Regions from separate parts of the Mus musculus genome. Here region 1 is linked to region 2. A link is a contact called in public HiChIP or PLAC-seq data. All regions are on one chromosome and are shown on one strand. The core of a region is the stretch at or near the end of the contact, and the rest is flanking DNA. Distances in the headings are between cores, read along the strand shown. Region 1 overlaps Sytl2 (synaptotagmin-like 2). Region 2 holds the start of Sytl2 (synaptotagmin-like 2).

Region 1 (4,758 bases), core at 502-3,001, 39 kb before region 2:
CAGCAAAAAATAACTAGAGCACCTGTGAAGCCCCAGGAACAGCAACCCAGATGGGAAACTGGAGAGCTTTGAACAGGGACTGCTTGGTTGGCATTTCCTGCCTGTCATCCCTGCCATGGCTCATCTGTAAGAGTGAGTGCTCCTCCTGTCAGTTGTCCAGATATTAAATTGAAGAGTGAATCGAAGACCATAAGTAACACCTGCTTCTGCTAATAGCAAAGAGGAAGGCTGGATTTACAGACGCAACCTCAGTCCATCATCTTGCTGACCAACCCTCGGGTTAAAACCTTGGGTACTTAAAGAATCTCTTTCCCAGGATGCTCTGCCAGTAGAAGGGAATCAGGCGCCATCCTCGGCTTTCCTGCAAAGCGGTTGGTATGTCAGACCAGGCCTTGATCCCCGAGAGAGAGGAGGGAAACGCAGGTCAGCAGTGGCTCTCACATGATGAGGTTTTTTTTTTTTTTTTTTTTTTTTCAGAACAAAAGCAAATTGTTCTGACAGTCCCATGACTTTAAGGAAGAAAACTCAAAAGAAGGGAAACCCCCACTGGGCAATAGAAGAAGGACAAACACAAACATGTCTTAGTTAGAGAGAATGGTGCTTGACCAAAAGTATAATAAAAATAAAATCAGAAGAGCTCAGGTCAATGCGCCCCTCATCCCTGCTAGTAGCACTTACACACCCCATCATGCAAAGCTAACGACCTCATACCCTTCCTAAATCACAGTGGCATTGAAGGATGAACGGAACAACCCACAGGTACTGCAGGGAAAGCTGACGGTGGGGTGAACAGAATCAGAATCTGCCTGTCTCTCTCCCAGCAGAAAGGCCTCCCCTAAATACTCTACACCACACCCATGTGCACGCATGAAGGCCAACACTTACACCAGGGTGGAACTAACTTGTCAATTCTACCTATAGGCTTCCTTTCTCCCTGCCCTCCAGAACCACGTACATTCCACTGTCCCATTTGCATTCATGTTGCTGCCTTTCTCTCCAGCTTTCTTCTGCAGGCTCTGGATTGGCTTCATTATACTGTTTGCAACCTCTGGGCTGTTTTCATGTGTAAACTTCTAGGTTCCTTATCTGGAGTCTTACCCACTTTTATATTTTTAAATTTATTGTGAAGGAGCAATGATCTTTTAGAGGAGTTGCAGGACTCGTTTCTATGTTGACGTCTGTGTACCTGCTGGGTTGGGTACTTGTTTGGCTTTTATTTGGAGATCTTTTCAGTGAGCAGTTTATACCGTTGGTGCTCTAGTTCTCGAGCCTCAGTGTGACTATTAGATTCAGCTCCTGCTGTACCTCCCAGTACTCCTAGTTCAGTTCGAAGATGATAGAGTTTATATTTTTAAACAGCGTGGTGTGCATGCATGTGGACGAACATGAGCACTCCGAGGCACACACGTGGAGATCAGAAGACAACCTGTGAGAGTCAGGTCTCTCCTTCCAGCATGTGGGTCCCAGGGATCACGCTCAGAGCATCCAGCTCAACAGCAGGTATTGATGTGCAGAAGTGTGCATTTTCTAAGCTGTCCCCACCCACGGTGCTGTTCTGCCTGACCGTGTCTGGGGTCGCTATAGAAGATTCCCAGTAGGTCAGAAATGGCCGGTGACTGGCTAAAGAGTTCCACAATTATCAAGAGTTGAACAGATTCCTTTCTATACCAGTTGTTTGTCAGCTGTGGTGAGAGTGAGCTCACATCCCACACCCACAGTAACAGCTGCATCAGAGAAGCCTCACTGGTCCTTTGTTCAGACGAGAAAACGAAGACAAAGAGGAAAAGTTAGCCGAGTGCTTCAGGTGGCACAGCTGCCTGACATCAGAGCCAGAACTCTCAAAGAAAATGTCTTACAGGGCGGATCCTGTTTCAGTGGAAATGCAGATAACTAGATGAGATGTGCTGCGTTTCACAGCATGCCTGAAACCTGCACACTGGTAGCGAGCAGGAATTACAGACCAACCCTAGATTTAATTATTTTTCTAGGTTTCATAGTTAAAGGCGAAGAGTGGAGGGACCAGCTGATTCATTAACTAGACTGGAATTAAACCCAGAAACATAAAGTTAACTCAACCGGAGCTGTCGCTAGCTTAGTTTTAAAAGCTTCATTTTTGTAGAGTTATGCACATCCCCAGCCAGGCTGGAGGTGAGAAACTCTCTCCAGATGTGGTCACTTGGGGGGTTTCCAAAGCTAGCTACTAGATCACCTGAAAACCTTTGAAATTTCCCAGCTCTCCTATCTGGAAGAAGGCAGGGTCCTCTCAGGAATGCTCAGGAGAAATGGAAGTGGGTAACAGAGAGGGGAATAAATCAGAACACTGTACAATAAGACACATAAAATTCTAACAGCCAGACCCATTACTCTGTATCCTAATTTTAAAATTCTCTTTCCCTATTCCTACCTACCCCAAGTTATTCTCCTGTAACAGGTCCGTGGTAGGACCCCTATCTGGGAGGTTTTCATTGCAGGTTCCAGGTGACAATAATGTAGAGCGAAAGATGAGACCACTGAATTAATTGATCTTCTCCCCTATCTAAACTGCTCGAATCTAGTATTTAGGGACAAAGCAAGGAAGCTACCTAGGCCACAAACCATGAAGTCATATCACTGAGTTCAGCACCATACACCTGAGAACGAATGTCTCCATAGGAGTGACGTACACCTTAGGGCACAAATTTTAAGGAGGTACTAAAGACTTTGCCAGTACAGCAGCAACACTCAGCATCTTTGTCTCAAAATCTATGGCACCCTAGGGCACCTCAGGCTTCTCTCCCTCTTCGTATACCCACTTGTATCTCTGCTCTGCCCGAACCATGCTTTCAAAGATACATCAGTTCCTAAAATGGGCAAGACCTTCCTCCATCCTCTTTATCTTCTAAATGGATTCTTTTGAAATCCAGTGTTTGCCATGATCATTCCCAATGCCCTTGACATAAAGGGCTGTTGCTTTTAAGTCAAAAACCCTTGGAAGAAGACTGATCTTCTATGAGTCTTTGGAGACTCCCCTAAGGATTAGTCCCCTGGTCTGTGTTGTGTGGGTAGCAGAACATACTGGACAGGGTTATCACAAGGATGGCATGTTGGGCATAGTGAGTGCCCTATAAGCACCCCTTCACAAGAAGGCTCGGCATCCCACTAGCTCTCCACCTGTCCATGTTGCCTTGAGAGTGAAGTGTGACTGCCCCTGTTTTTCCTCTTACCTCAGGCGACTCTCCTCCTTCCCCTACATTCCCACCCCATTTTAGCAAGTAAATCACAGGTTCCTATGGGCATACCCATGCAGACCCCACCACTGAGGTCTTTGAAGAGATTTTTTAAACAGTCTTCTAAATTTGAGGTGTGGGTAAGAGAGAGGTGGGTGAGAGGATCCCATCCTTAAAATTCAACATTTCTCTGTTTTCCCAGTTGGGCTTTGACCCCAGTTCTAGCATGCCGTAAGTCAAGAGTGTGACACCTTGGTCTCTGTCTACACTAACTTCTCCATCTGCTTCTAACTCTTTTTTTTTTTTTCAGTACTGTGCATTATTACTGTGCTGTGTGTACCAGCACCTAGCATGGTGCTTGACACATAGCTGATACCTCATTTGTTGCTTAATTGAAGGACAGGGGAAGAGAGGGCAAAGAGGAAAATCAAGTCGATTCAAAGATACACACACACACACACACACACACACACACACACGCACACGCACACACACGCACGCGCACACACACACACACACAAGCCAAGCTGGATTATAAGGGGCATATAAAATATAAGAGAATTATAAAATTGTTTATAACTTATATTCCACATATGAATTCATGACTCTGTAATAGGCAGGACGATGATCTCCCAAATATCACCATGTGCTGTTTCCTAGAAACTATAAGTATATTGCCTTGTGTAGTAAAAAGAACTTTGGAAACGAGATGGAGGATCTTGCCATAGGGAGATTATCTGTGTTAGATTATCTAGGTAGAGCCAACATAACCATGAGGTCTTTATGAGAAGAGGGGAGGATACCTTGAAGAACTCAGTTAGAATGGTGTATTTTGAAGTTGGAGGAAGAGGTCAGGGGCATATCTTCTAAAAGCTGCAAAAGCTAGGAAACATTTTCCACAGAACTCCCAGGAGGAGCTCCCAGGAGGAACTCAGTTCCATTCACCCTTTGACATCTCTGAATCCCTGGTTTGCTAGCCAGGCCCCTACACTTTCATTTTGTTTTCTGCTTAATGTTTTGTTGTTGTTGTTGTTGCTGTTGTGCTTTGTTTTGTAGAAGTGTGGATAAAACCCAGCGCCTCACACATTCTGGCTAAGGATTCTACCTCTCCAGCACTCCTCTGAACAAATACATCCTCCAACGTAACTGTGGATGGCGACCTGGACACTTTTTTCTCCTTGTTTAGTCGTCCCTGGTCCAGCTGACAGAACCTTGGCAGTCTCTTTCCACTTCTACTTCCAGCCCCCTTCTCCATCAGTCTTGGATTATTGAATAATTCAATAGCTCCAGACCCAGAAGCCATCACTCTGATCCAGCTATACCACCACTCAAACATTTCCCCTAGAGCTTCCCTGATGCAGAATTGTGAGGAGCGGGTGTGGCAGCAATCCCAAGATGGTGCCTGGGACTGCAGCCAAGTCTTATGACTTGCACCTGACTTCCTCATACACTTGAAAATAAGCCGCATCCATCGTGAGAACTGTGCAGGTACACCATGATGCAAGATCGACCATATTACGAGTGATGATTCTGGCCAATGAACTGTTGTTAT
Region 2 (5,119 bases), core at 2,156-4,655:
GGAGGGGAGGGGAAGAAAGGAGAAGAGAAGAGAAGAGAAGAGAAGAGAAGAGAAGAGAAGAGAGAAAAGAAGAGAAAATAGAATTTGGGCTCAACTTGCATAAAATATTTATATTATAACTAAGTCCTATTGAGTCAAAAGTTGGATCCTACCACATCTTTAAGTTTGGCAAAGCTTTTGAACTTTCTATATTTAAACATGTCAATACCATGCACACTTGTATACAACTCAAGTAATAGATAATAACTAACGTGTAACACTCGGTTCTCATGACTGACTGACGAGGGAAGCAGTAATATAGTCGAGATCTCCCCTGAAGATGGTACCAAGTGCTTGGTGATACCACTGGGGTATATTGGAACTTTTAGGAAGAAGGATAAAGGGACTACAAATACAGCTCTGTCAATACAAGTGGTCAGAGGGGCTTAGGAGAGGAGAGGACTGCTCTTCCACAGGACCCAGATTAGAGTCCCAGAACCTCTATGTCAGTACACAACCATCTGCAACTCCAATTCCAGGAGATGTGACGCCATCTTCTGAATTCCAAGGGCACCAGGTACCCATGTGGTACATGCAAAACACTCACATACATTAAATTAATTACAAGAGGGGAGAGAGAGGGAGAGAAGGGACAGAGAGAGAGAGAGAGAGAGAGAGAGAGAGAGAGAGAGAGAGAGAGAGAGAAAGAGAGAGAGAGCATTAAGTGTGCTCCTCTTCCAGCAGACTCTGGTTTGGCTCCCAGTACCCACATGGTGGCTCTCAACATTCTGTAATTTCAGTTCCAGTTGGTCCGACCCCTCTCCTGGCGCCTATGACCACTTCACGCATGCAGTGTACAGATATACAGGTTAGCAAAATACCCACCCATAAAATAACTTAAAAGTAAGAGGGGGCTGGAGAGATAGCTCAGTGGTTAAGAGCACTGACTGGTTTTCCAGCGGTCCTGAGTGCGATGCCCAGCAACCATATGGTCTGTACTGGGATCTGATGCCCTCTTCTGGTGTGTCTGAAGACAGCTACAGTATACTCATTAAATAAATTAAATAAATGTTAAATAAATTAATCTTTTAAAAAGTAGAGTAAGAAATCTTCTTTTAACCTTTATTTTAAAAAGGAAATAGACTATGGTAGTTGGAACTTAATACCTTGAAGGCATTCTCATGCAGAAGAAACTGAGGTTCCAAAGCCTTCTCCTCTGCCACACACTCCACTATCATGAGCTGCCTTGCCACAGGCCTAGAAGCAACAGAGGGCACTGAACGTGGGCTGAAACCACAAGCCAAACAAACCCTTGTCACTGGCTGATCGTCCTAGGTGTTTTGTCAGAGTGACAAAAATCTGACTATCATCATCATCTCCAATTTACAGATGGGAAAAGAAATTGGCTCAGGGTAGCTACTGCTGGCTTGGAGTTTAGGGGCCCAGGCTACCCCCACCCCCCACTGCTTCACTGTCCATCGGGCAGCAGACCACTGTGCACAAGGTGCTAATTCATTCATTCATTCCACAAATGTTTATTGAGTAAAGCCTGGAACGAACCTCTGGAGGGACAGAGCGATCATTCACAAGCCAACGGTCAGGTCTAACGGATCAGATTCAGACAATCAATCTTTCATTAGACCCCAAACCATTTCTAGCATAAAGCAAACAGAACTCCTGCCCCACCCAAGCAGTAACAGCTGAGTGGATCAGGCAGGCTTTCTGGAGCAGAGCTGCTGAGAGAGAGGCAATGTCAGTCACTGGTTTCCCCAGAATGATGGACATTCCTGACCATACATGCCGATAGAACCTCTGAGATGCTTTAACAGTGCCTGGCACTTAGTGGGAGCTCAATATGCTTGCTTGCTTGCTTGCTTGCTTGCTTGCTTGCTTGCTTGCTTGCTTGCTTGCCTGCCTGCCTGCTTGCTTGCTTGCTTGCTTGTTGCTTGCTTGCTTGCTTGCTTTTTACCTGCCCTGGCTTGTCTTTACCAAAGAGCACAAAATAGAAAGGTTTTAGAATTAGAAACTACGTGTGTTAGAATAGGAGGACCAATCTTTCTGAGCCTCGGCATCTCAATTATAAAAAGAAGTATAGTGTACCAACCTTGTGAGGCTTTGTGAGAATTTAGAAACACATTACATAGAGAACAGCGTCTGGTCCATAATAAATGTCTGTAAAAGAGAGATCAGCATCGCCCCTCCTCCCTCACTGAACCTCTCTTCTCCTTCCTGGACACTTTTAGTGGGTCCAAGAGTCTGATTTCAAATGTATGCCACTCCAAGAATGATGAAGGGCAGAGATGAAAGAAGTTGTTTGAGGGCCGGGTGCTAAAAAGCTCCAGTAACTGATTGAAGACCTCAGCCACTTTAAGCTAGCTTGCTTTGTCCTGGCTTCTCCATCTTGCAGACAGCAGGACCAGCATTCTAGCCAGAAAGGGTTGTCAGGAAGAGAGAAAGCTGGACAGCAATTTGGACCCCGCCGACCCTCCAGTTGTGTATCTGAACTGCCCCCTCTCCCCCACCCAGGCTTCCTCTGCACACTGCTATTAGACTGTAGGGTCAGAAAGCTGTGATTCAAAGCGTGTGTTTAGGCTCCCTCTCAACCCAGAGCCCACGTCCTGGAAGCTGCTGGTCACATACCAGCCCTTAGTAAAAAATGAGAACTTTTCAACGATGCAGGAAATGGAGCCCCTCATAGCCAAAGACGACTTATAAAGGGAGGAAAGGGGAGGAGGCACTGTGAGCGCAGAGACCCACTTCCTACCCCACTTCCTACCGCACTTCCTACGGCTGCTGGATGGGTCTTACACCCTGAAACACGCGGTTTTGCAGTTTGAAGCTGGCAAATCCCACCCATGTGACTTAACTCTATAGGATAAGAGGTCTGGTTGGGTGTAGAGGAAACTGTCCCAAAACAAATGTGTTAATTTTCAAACTAGAGTTCGCGGGGGGGGGGGGGTGCTTAGCTGGGTTCCTTCGCTGCACCTCTGCTGTTCCTCACCTGAGCACCCTGCGGGCGATTGCTCCGCAGCCAGGTCCCGCCAGTCTCCAGCCCCAGGTCTGGGGTCAAGCCTTCAAAGTACCACCCCCAATTCCGTCGCAACTGCCTACCTGGTGTCCCTAGCTTCGCGGACACACGGCGGCGAGGGCAGCAGAAGGAACTCCTAACTAAAGGAGAAACTGAGGGATGAAGCTTGTTGGTTGCCGCCCCGGTGGTTCACGTTGTAGCAGCCAGGATAGCAAGGACAACAAAAAAATCTCTCTCTACACCAACTCCTCCAGCTACTCCAAGACCCAGAGCAGGACCAGAAAGCAGTCCCAGCGACACCGCCAGTAGACAGAAAAGTCACACCCAGAGCGCGCGCCGAGTCTCCGCCGCAGCCCCGGCTGCCCGCTCTACCTCCTCCGGGCTGCCAACCTCTCTCTGCCGCCCAGCGCTCGCAGCCGGCTGCGCCACCCAGGTGTCGCCGCTGTTCGGGGCGGGCGGAGGGGAGGGCAGCGCGGGACCTTCCAGGGAGCACAGGGCTCGCCCCGCCCGCCCGCGCCTGCGGGGCCGCCTCCTGTGCTCTGGTCCCTGCGCTTGGCTTCTCTCCCTTCCAGGCCTCCTTCTCTACTTGTCAGTGAAGCAATCGAGTTTTTATCCAAAAGAACGGAAACGGCACTTTTTTTTTTTTTACGTCCCTATGCAAGAGGGTCGAGGATACCTTCCATCTGAAACGTAGGGACGGTCACCACCATGCGGGGAGAAGAGGTGCCTGTAATCTAGCAAAATGTTCTAACCCCTCCGGCCATCAGTTTCTTTCTCTCTTTCTTTCTTTCTTTCTTTCTTAATTTAAGTTTTATTGCATTATGACGAGAAAAGATACATAATTTCAATTTATCTGAATTTGTTAACACTTAAAAACATATTTTGAATAAATAGACTTACATCACATTCTTCTTTCCCTTTTGTACCCCAACTTCTCCCAGAGACGGCCCCCACTTCAAAACCTGCAATACCTTTTTTTTATCATATTCTCTTTTTTCCTTTTTTATTAAATATTTTCTTTATTTACATTTCAAATGTTATCCCCTTTCCTAGTTTCCCCTCTGAAAACTCCCTATCCTTTCTCCCCTCCCCCTGCTCCCCAAACCATCCACTCCCACTTCCTGGCCCTGGCATCCCCCTATACTGGAGCATAGAACCTTCACAGGACACCTCACACCAGTCAGGATGGCTAAGATAAAAAACTCAGGTGACAGCAGACGCTGGCAAGGATGTGGAGAAAGAGGAACACTCCTGCGTTGTTGGTGGGATTGCAAGCTGATACAACCACTCTGGAAATCAGTTTGGTGGTTCCTCAGAAAATTGAACATAGTACTACTGGAAGATCCAGCAATACCACTCCTGGGCATATACCCAGAAGATGCTCCAACTTGTAATAAGGACATATGCTCCACTATGTTCATAGCACCCTTATTTATAATAGGCAGAAACTGGAAAGAATCCAGATGTCCCTCAACAGAGTAATGGTTACAGAAATTGTGGCAAATTTACACAATGGAGTACTATGCAGCTATTAAAAACAATGAATTTATGAAATTCTTAGACAAATAGATGGATCTGGAGGATATTCATCCTAAGTGAGGGAACCCAATCACAAAAGAACTCATATAATATGCACTCACTGATAAGTGGATTTTAGCCCAGAAGCTCAGAATGCCCAAGACACAATTTGCATCCGTTTCTTTATACAGATAGCTAGGATTAAATAATGTGATACTTTAAAAGTAGCCGTGGGAGAGAGGGGCCGGGGGAGGTGGGCAGAAGGATTACCTTGAGTTTGAAGCCAGCCTCTGCTAGAGAATGAGTCACAATACAGAGAAAGGAGAGAGGCAGACAGAGACAGAGAAAGAAGAGAAGAAGCATATTAAAAGTATTTACTAATACAGAGCCAATGAGAAGCCTCAGGGTAAAACACTTTCAGCACAATCAGGAAATCCTGAGATTCCTCATTCTGCCATGGAAGGAGAAAAATCGATTTTCTCTCTCTCTCTGTCTGTCTGTCTGTCTCTCTCTCTCTCTTGTGTGTGTATGTATGCATGTATGCATGTTATGTATGTATGTATGCATGTATCTGTGTATGTATGCATGTATGTA

What was found. HiChIP or PLAC-seq counts read pairs in DNA pulled down with a chosen protein or histone mark.
Region 1: a contact with region 2 is called in an H3K27ac HiChIP or PLAC-seq map of CD4 single positive thymocytes, with 3 times the contacts expected there. The contact joins the enhancer-like site here to the promoter of Sytl2 in region 2. A contact is called at or near these places in 8 of 39 promoter capture datasets (the HPC-7 cell line, cranial neural crest, embryonic stem cells and 4 more), 2 of 15 datasets of contacts at CTCF or cohesin (CD8 T cells and the NIH/3T3 cell line), 30 of 484 Hi-C or Micro-C datasets (the C2C12 cell line, CD4 T cells, CD8 T cells and 16 more), 10 of 115 datasets of contacts at active chromatin or transcription factors (CD4 single positive thymocytes, CD8 T cells, embryonic fibroblasts and 6 more) and 4 of 9 other capture datasets (adipose tissue, liver, macrophages and 1 more).

The regions. Positions count from the first base shown.
Region 1 is chr7:90,338,749-90,343,506 of GRCm38.p6, reverse strand. The region is part of intron 1 of Sytl2 (synaptotagmin-like 2); the gene reads right to left. Among named protein-coding and RNA genes, the nearest start is that of Sytl2, 39 kb to the right of the region's middle. Within about 2 kb of position 1,751, at least 46 of the 459 cell types and tissues checked have an H3K27ac peak or open chromatin away from gene starts, as enhancers often do. A contact at or near this core is called in the C2C12 cell line, CD4 single positive thymocytes, CD8 T cells and 11 more, where this site is marked.
Region 2 is chr7:90,300,715-90,305,833 of GRCm38.p6, reverse strand. It overlaps Sytl2 (synaptotagmin-like 2), which reads right to left and starts at 3,405. Exons shown (of 20, transcript NM_001368878.1): 1 at 3,091-3,405.